Regions from separate parts of the Zea mays genome. Here region 2 is linked to region 1. A link is a contact called in public Hi-C data. All regions are on one chromosome and are shown on one strand. The core of a region is the stretch at or near the end of the contact, and the rest is flanking DNA. Distances in the headings are between cores, read along the strand shown.

Region 1 (3,571 bases), core at 721-3,220:
ATAATGGAGGTAAACAGACTAACAAAGTCATGCAAAAAAAAACTATAATTTTACAAATGGACTACAAAACCTTTTGGCTCCATATGTGTACTGGTATAAATAACTTTTTTTTGACAGTTCCCTTGCATCAGCAAATACATTTATGGGCAAATTAACAGATTCACATCTGATACAGGAACAGCCTAATGACAATAACCCATTATTGGCCATATAAAAATTAGATTCTTCTCACAGATAAAAATTGAAGGTTGATAAGTCCCTTTTATTAACATGGAAATGCCAAGCCAAAGAACCAGCAAATACATTTATGGGCAAATTAACAGATTCACATCTGATACAGGAACAGCCTAATGACAATAACCCATTATTGGCCATATCTTAGTAACCGGAAACTGGGAACTTGGCCACGTTCCTCGTTCCGGGAACGTTCGTTCCGTTCCGGGAACGTGGGAACAATCTCGTTCCAGTAGTGTTAAATCCTAGTTTTTGTAGCGTTCCGCGTACCACGTTCCCGTTCCTCGATCCCATCGATCCGGGAACCTGGTTACTAAGGGCCATATAATAATTAGATTCTTCTCACAGATAAAAATTGAAGAAGGTTGATAAATCCCCTTTATTAACATGGAAATGCCAAGCCAAAGAACTATGACACCAAGAGATATGATGGTGAACCATATTCCATATTCGCCTACCACCATGTATGATAGTCCTGTCCATATAAATGCTAGGAACATGTTCTATGGAATAAAAAAACTATTTTCCAGCTGTCCATTCCATACCCGAGCTATCACTGTCATGCACTTATGAATGAAGCATCCATACCACTAATTTTGACAATTCTTTTCAATCGAGATTCAATCACAAGTTCACAACTAATATCATCATTCACGAAAACTAGGAACCATTAAAAATGAAACAATATCACTATTAACATCTTAGGTGAACAAAGAGACGTCCTTATAAACATTCAAAATTGCAAATCCCGTTCAGCAATCCAGACCATTCAAACAATGAAAAGCGTGCATAAGCTAAGCCCAGAAGAGTTGAATCTGGCCCCTGATAACTTAACTCAAATCCTTAGATCTTACAAATTAATACTTATAAACAGATCCAACAGCTAAAAATGTTGAAGTTATAGCATTTCATGTCCTTAAGTGTTAGAAATCTCTAGCCCAATTCCAAACTATTGGTAACGGGAGGATAACAAAGTCCGTAACAATCTACCGCGAGAAGACGAGAATACCCAATTACCTTCACAGGAATGTGGAAACGGAACACCTTGATCGAGCCGACTACCTCAGATACGATCTCAAGCGGCACTGACCCCGCGGCCACGTCCCCGATGAGCTCGATCACGTCATCCAGCACCTTCCCGGCGTCCACCCACACCTCAGCATCCGCATAGACCTCATTCCTGGCCGCAAGCTCGCCGGACCCGGGCCACGCTTTGGCGGCCCCGAGCAGGTGTCCGCGGTAGGAGACGGCGGCGGAGACCGCGCGGTAGCGGAGCGGGAGGACGAAGCCGGGGTTGCTGACGCGGAGCCGCAGCGCGAGGCCGAGGCCGAGGACGGGCGGCTGCGCGCGGAAGCTGTCGACACGGAGGTCGGCGACGCGGGCGGCCGGGGCGGACGGGTAGAGGAGGAAGGCGAGCCCCGCGAGGAGCGCGAGGAAGAGGAGGAGCGGGAGCGCGCGCGCGCAGAATCGGCGGAGGCAGGACGCGCGGCGCGGGCGCAGGCGGCGGAGGCGCACGAGCATCGGGGAGCAGGGGGACGGCACGAAGACGAGCGTCGGGGCCGGCGGCGGCGGTGGGGCGGGCTGCACGTAGGAGGCGGCCGGGTAGGCGTAGTAGGGTTGTTGAGGGGGCTGCGGCGGCACGAGGAGAGGCTGCCCTAGGTGCGCGTGCGCCTTCTCGCCGTCGCCGGTCGCCGCCGCCGCGGATGCCATCGCCGACGCGGTTGCGGGAGAAGCGGGGGATCTGGTTGGGGATGGGTACAATTTCGTAGTGGGCTGGGAACTTGAGGATCCGGCTCCAATAGGAATTTGACACGCGGACGCTGCAAGAGTGATGGGGAAAGGATTGTCATTTGTCAGAGACCCACAGCCCAGGGGGACTTGTTGGCAACCGGCGGGCTGATTCTTTCCGTTGCTGAAAAACTGCACTATTGATCTGACCTGTTCGGGCGCCGCCGCCCACCCTCTCCAGCTCGGCCCATGTCGGTCAGGTTGGGCCCGTGGGCCGTGGCTGATAAACTGCATGGTTAAAGAAATTTCAAAATAGCAAATAGGATAACTGGAAAATATGTGGACAGAAGCATCATTCGAACATTTACCAGCACAGTAGTGTTTGGTTCCAGAGCCTATTTGGACGGAATGACTCTATTCCAGATTCTGAATATGGAATGACTCGATTCTGTGTTTGGCAATCAGAACAGAGCCACCCTGTTTTTCTGTTTGGTTCTAGTGTGAAGACTCTATCCTATGTTTGGCACCATATTATTATTATTATTATTATATATATATATCAAATATAATTATATTAAATATAACCATATATATTACGTTTGGAAACATGCGGTCTTGTCAAATATTAAATAAATATATTATATATATATATCTCGGCGTTTCGAACCCGCGAGGACCGTCAACCGACCAATAAATTTGTTGCTGCGTGTCCCTGCCCAGATAGGATGATGCAAGATGGAACACAAGAGGGAAATATGGCTTATATTATCTCGCATCGGGGTGCTCGTAGTAGGGGTTACAAGCGTCGCGAGACAGCGAGGGCGAGAGCGAGAGGGTGTCGTCCAACGTTGTCAGTGTTGCAACGTCTGTCCAGGACGTGCCTTAGGAAGGCCCTGGACATCCCCCTTTATAGATACAAGGAGATGTCCAGCTGTACAAGGGGGTGTAGCTATGTGCTATCGTGGCTGGCGGAGAAGTACCTTGAGCCCTGTAGAAGCATAGCTGTCGGCGCGGCATGGATCCTGCTGACGTTGTCTTGCTTCCGTAGGGGGGTTTGAGAGCAACCGACGTCATGGGCGCACGCGGGGGACCATCATTACCTGTTACCGGAGTGACCTTAGATGGGACACCGGTCTTGTTCCTTCGTAGCCTGAGGCAGCTAGCTAGGAGTAGGGTAATGATGTATCCCCTGTGGCGTAGTCGGTCCGAGGCCCAGGTCGGGCGAGGTGGAGATCTTCTTCTGAGGCCGAGGCTGAGGCCGAGGACTGAGGTCAGGCGAGGCGGAGCTCCCTGTTGCGCCCGAGGCCAAACTCGTGGGAGATCGTGACTCAGTTTTATCCTGGTGGTTGGCACAGTAGCCGGAGCGGGGCGAACAACGCTGTTTTCCTGTCAGATCGGACAGTAAAGGGGGCGAAGTGACTGCGGTCACTTCGATCTTGCCGACTGAGGCACGCGTGTCAGGATAAGGTGTCAAGCGATCCCCGCATTAAATGCGCATGCGATACAGTCGGTTGGTAAGGCAATTTGGCCAAGGTCGCTGCACGACAAAGTCTGCCCACGCTAGGCTTCGGGCGAGCCGAGGGTGCGTCTGCTGACTGAGGGGACCCTC
Region 2 (3,571 bases), core at 386-2,885, 220 kb after region 1:
GGTGAAGTGGTTGGAGCTAAGGTTCAGCGCGATCTGCAGGCTCTTCACCTTGCCTATCTCGGCTGGGATTTCGCCGCTGAGGTTGTTGCTACCGAGCTGCAGCTCGAGCAGCCGGGTACAGCCCCCAATCCCTGCTGGGATGCCTCCGGAGAACTCGTTGTGGTCGAGCACAAGGAACTGCAGCCGTGACCCGTTGCAGATGTTCTCCGGCAAGTCGCCACGGAAAGCGTTGTAGCTCAGGTCCAGCTTGCTGAGGTTCCGGCACCGCAGGATCGATCTCGGGAACTCTCCGCCGAGGCCATTGCCGGAAACGATGAGCTCCTGCAGGCTCCTGAGCTCGCCGAGAACATCCGGCACCTCGCCGGCGAGGCGGTTGTACGCCAGGTTGAGCAGCGTCAAGTTGGCGCACTGCGCGAGCTGCGCGGGGATCCCGCCGGACAGGTCGTTCGTGCTGGCCTCGAAGTAGGTGAGGCTGGCGGCGTCCCCGACGGACGCCGGGATGGCGCCGGAGAGGAGGTTGTCACCGATGCGCACGTTGGAGAGGCCGCGGCACCGGCCGATGGTGTCCGGGATGGTGCCGTTGAGGCGGTTCAGGGTGAGGATGAGGACCTGCAGGTTGCCGCGCTCGAAGAGGCTGCTGGGGATGCTCCCTTCGAGCGAGTTGGAGTGGAGGTTGAGCACCTGGAGCTCCGACGAGAGCCCGAGCCCCGGCGGGATCGGGCCGGACAGCGCGTTCTCGTAGGCGGACAGCACGCGGAGGCCCGGCAGCCCCGCGAGCCAGCCGGGGAGGGCGCCGGTCAGGTTGTTGCCCGATATCTGCAGCTCCTGGAGCCCCTTGAGGCCCCTGAGCTCGTCGGGGATGGCGCCGGACAGCGCGTTGTTGGAGAGGTTCAGGAACCGGAGCCTCGACGCGCCGCCTAGCGCGGGCGGCACGGCGCCGGCGAGCGCGTTCATCGAGAGGTCGAGGAACTCGAGGCGGGTGAGCGCGCCGAGCGCCTGCGGGACTCCGCCGCTGAGCGAGTTGGCGGAGAGGTCGAGGCGTGCCAGCTCGCGGAGCTCGGCGGCGGCGGCGAAGTCCCCCCGGAGCCCACGGCGCGGCAGGTCGATCGCGGTCACCGCGCCGCCGCCGCCGGCGCAGGTGACGCCGCGCCACGCGCAGTGGTCCGCGCCCGGGCCCCAGCCCGGCGGCGCCAGGTCCCGCCGCAGCGCCTGCATTGCCGCGGCATCCCCGCCGCCGCCGGCTGTCCCGGCGCCGTCCACCGTCCCCGGCGCCGAGGAGCACGCCGAGAGGAGGGCCAAGAAGAGGAAGCTGCGGCGGTAGCAAGGGGTGGAGGAAGGCATTTGGGGGTGGGGATTCTTGGCCTGGGCCCTGGGGCGAGCCGGGGGCAAGGGAAGGCAGTGGTGGTGGTGGTGCCCAGGCCTGGCGTGTGCGTGTTCGTGCGCCTGCTTTTCTGTGTGGTTTTGGGTGGTAGCCTGGTATGGTAGGGGAGGAGCGGAGAGAGGGGGGCCCCCGCACACCACACGGCGACAGGGGCCGTGGCTGCTGCTGCTGCCGCCGCCGCTCGCTCCCACTCGCACTCCGTCGGGGAGAGAGAGAGAGGGAATGTGTTTCTGTGACTGAGAGAAAGAAAGTGGACGAGAGGAGAGAGGAAAGCCCGAAGGTGGTCTTCTTGCTCAACATATGGGTTGAAATTCTAGTACTACAGTAGTACTGAGAGAGTGTGCGAAAGGGCAGTGGATACCCCACCATGAGAGGCTAGGTGAACGCCACTGTTGTACACCGATGTCCGATAGCATATTGCGTTGAGGATTAGACTGCCTCCAGCAATACACGCTAAATGATTCTGTACTCTAAATTTAGAGTACGAAACGTTCTCTACGCCGTCCAACAAGGAACACTAAAAGGAACTCTAAAATATAGAGGACGTACGGCGAACACTAAACATAGAGGAGTCCTTACGCGCGCTATCCGTCTGCTCAGCACTGGGCCCGCTCTTCAATGTGGTCATCCGTCTGCAGCTACCTCTGCTGGCCAATTAATTCTATTCTTTTTTTGCGTGTAAATCTAATAGTAGCAGCACTTTTGCTAATTGGGATTATTAGATTAGTATTATCAGTTTATGTCCAATACATATATAGATATGTACGTAGACGGCGTTATGAAAAAACGATTAGTAATGTCGGTTGCAAAATGTAATTATTATAATTAGTTCCTAATTCATTTTTATAAAATTTCTAGAAATAAATAACTTCATTTTTCCATTACGCACATAAGTTCAAATTGTGTTAATATCAAAAAATGAGTATTAAAATGAGTATATGAATTCTGTTAGATATAGAGTACCGAATTTAGAGGATGTTGCTGGAGTTGGCGAAGATATAGAGAACGAAATTTTTTAGAGGATTCTGTAAAAGACAGAGAATATTACTTTAGTAGATAGAATTTAGAAGACGTTGCTGGAGAGAGCCTTAGAGCTAGGAGGCGAGTGTTGATACTTGGTAGTGTCTTAGTATATTACTATATACGTGCACAGATCTTAATTTGATGATCAATAAACCAATGATCAGACGGGGGCAAAGTCTTGGCATGCGCTATGCTTTTGATTCTGCTATGAATATCTAATCCTCCCTTTTATTTTATTTTTCTTTTCCTATGGTTACCGCCGTGAATTCAGCAAGTCTGAATAGACACAGAAAAAAAGAAGGGACCAAAATGTAGATGATGTTTTGAGATATATTGGTAGTACATGGCTCACCTTCAAAAGGGATATAAGAACAACTCTTATCTCTCATTGCGACATAATAAGGCATTGAATATTGTCACCCAAACCCGTAACTACGTAGAGGTGTGGATGTGCACAAGCACGGAGACGATGCGTGCGATAGCAAATGAGGCATATGACTTCCTTGTTGACTTTACAGTGAGGCATCAGGCCAGGCATCCCTCGTTACCTTTCTGTGTGCACCTAGCAATTTGCGGTTCAGACATGGTGAATTTTTTGGACGCCGAGCCGTGTGAATCTTTGTCCTCTGTTTCTTTCCCCTCTCCCCTGTTTCGGTCCAAGCACGTCCTCGATAAAACTACTCCAATCTACACGTACGGCATGTCTTCGCTCTTCAGCTTACTGACACTAAGGGCCCTTTACAATTTAAAAAAAGGGCTCGATAATTAATTAATTTAATTATAGCAGCACGACTGAACAAGACGCTGGCTGATGATGGGTCTGTTTGGTTCTGCTTTTTTCTGACCAGTTTTTCTAAAAATCTGTCTGTGGGAAAAATCTGAGTATCATTACGATTATATGTGAAGGAAGATAAAGTTGTTCATAGGGCTCAGGATCTAGAAAGTGACGGATTCCTACTATTACAACGACTCAACCGATTATGTGTTTATGTTGATTTTGGATGGTTTTTGCCCCCAACGAATTTTATAGAAACTGGCTGAAAAGCTGAGCGTTTAGCAGTCCGTAGCAGTTTTTGATGGCCAGAAGCTGTCAGAAGCCGAAACAAACAGGGCCGATATCGTGCTCGGCTTTCTCCTCTTGCGGCTAGGCTCCGGCATCTCTCTTGT

The links. Hi-C and Micro-C count contacts between places; a contact is called where the count stands out from the background.
Region 2: a Hi-C map of bundle sheath shows a contact between it and region 1, with 4 times the contacts expected there. The contact joins the promoter of LOC100280191 here to the promoter of LOC100216939 in region 1. A contact is called at or near these places in 7 of 25 Hi-C or Micro-C datasets (bundle sheath, ear, leaf and 2 more) and 2 of 3 datasets of contacts at active chromatin or transcription factors (leaf and seedling).

Annotation. Positions count from the first base shown.
Region 1 is chr7:18,736,988-18,740,558 of Zm-B73-REFERENCE-NAM-5.0, forward strand. It overlaps LOC100216939, which reads right to left and starts at 1,971. Exons shown (of 3, transcript NM_001143322.1): 1 at 1,252-1,971. The coding sequence starts at 1,944.
Region 2 is chr7:18,953,225-18,956,795 of Zm-B73-REFERENCE-NAM-5.0, forward strand. It overlaps LOC100280191, which reads right to left and starts at 1,636. Exons shown (of 2, transcript NM_001367922.1): 1 at 1-1,636. The coding sequence starts at 1,341.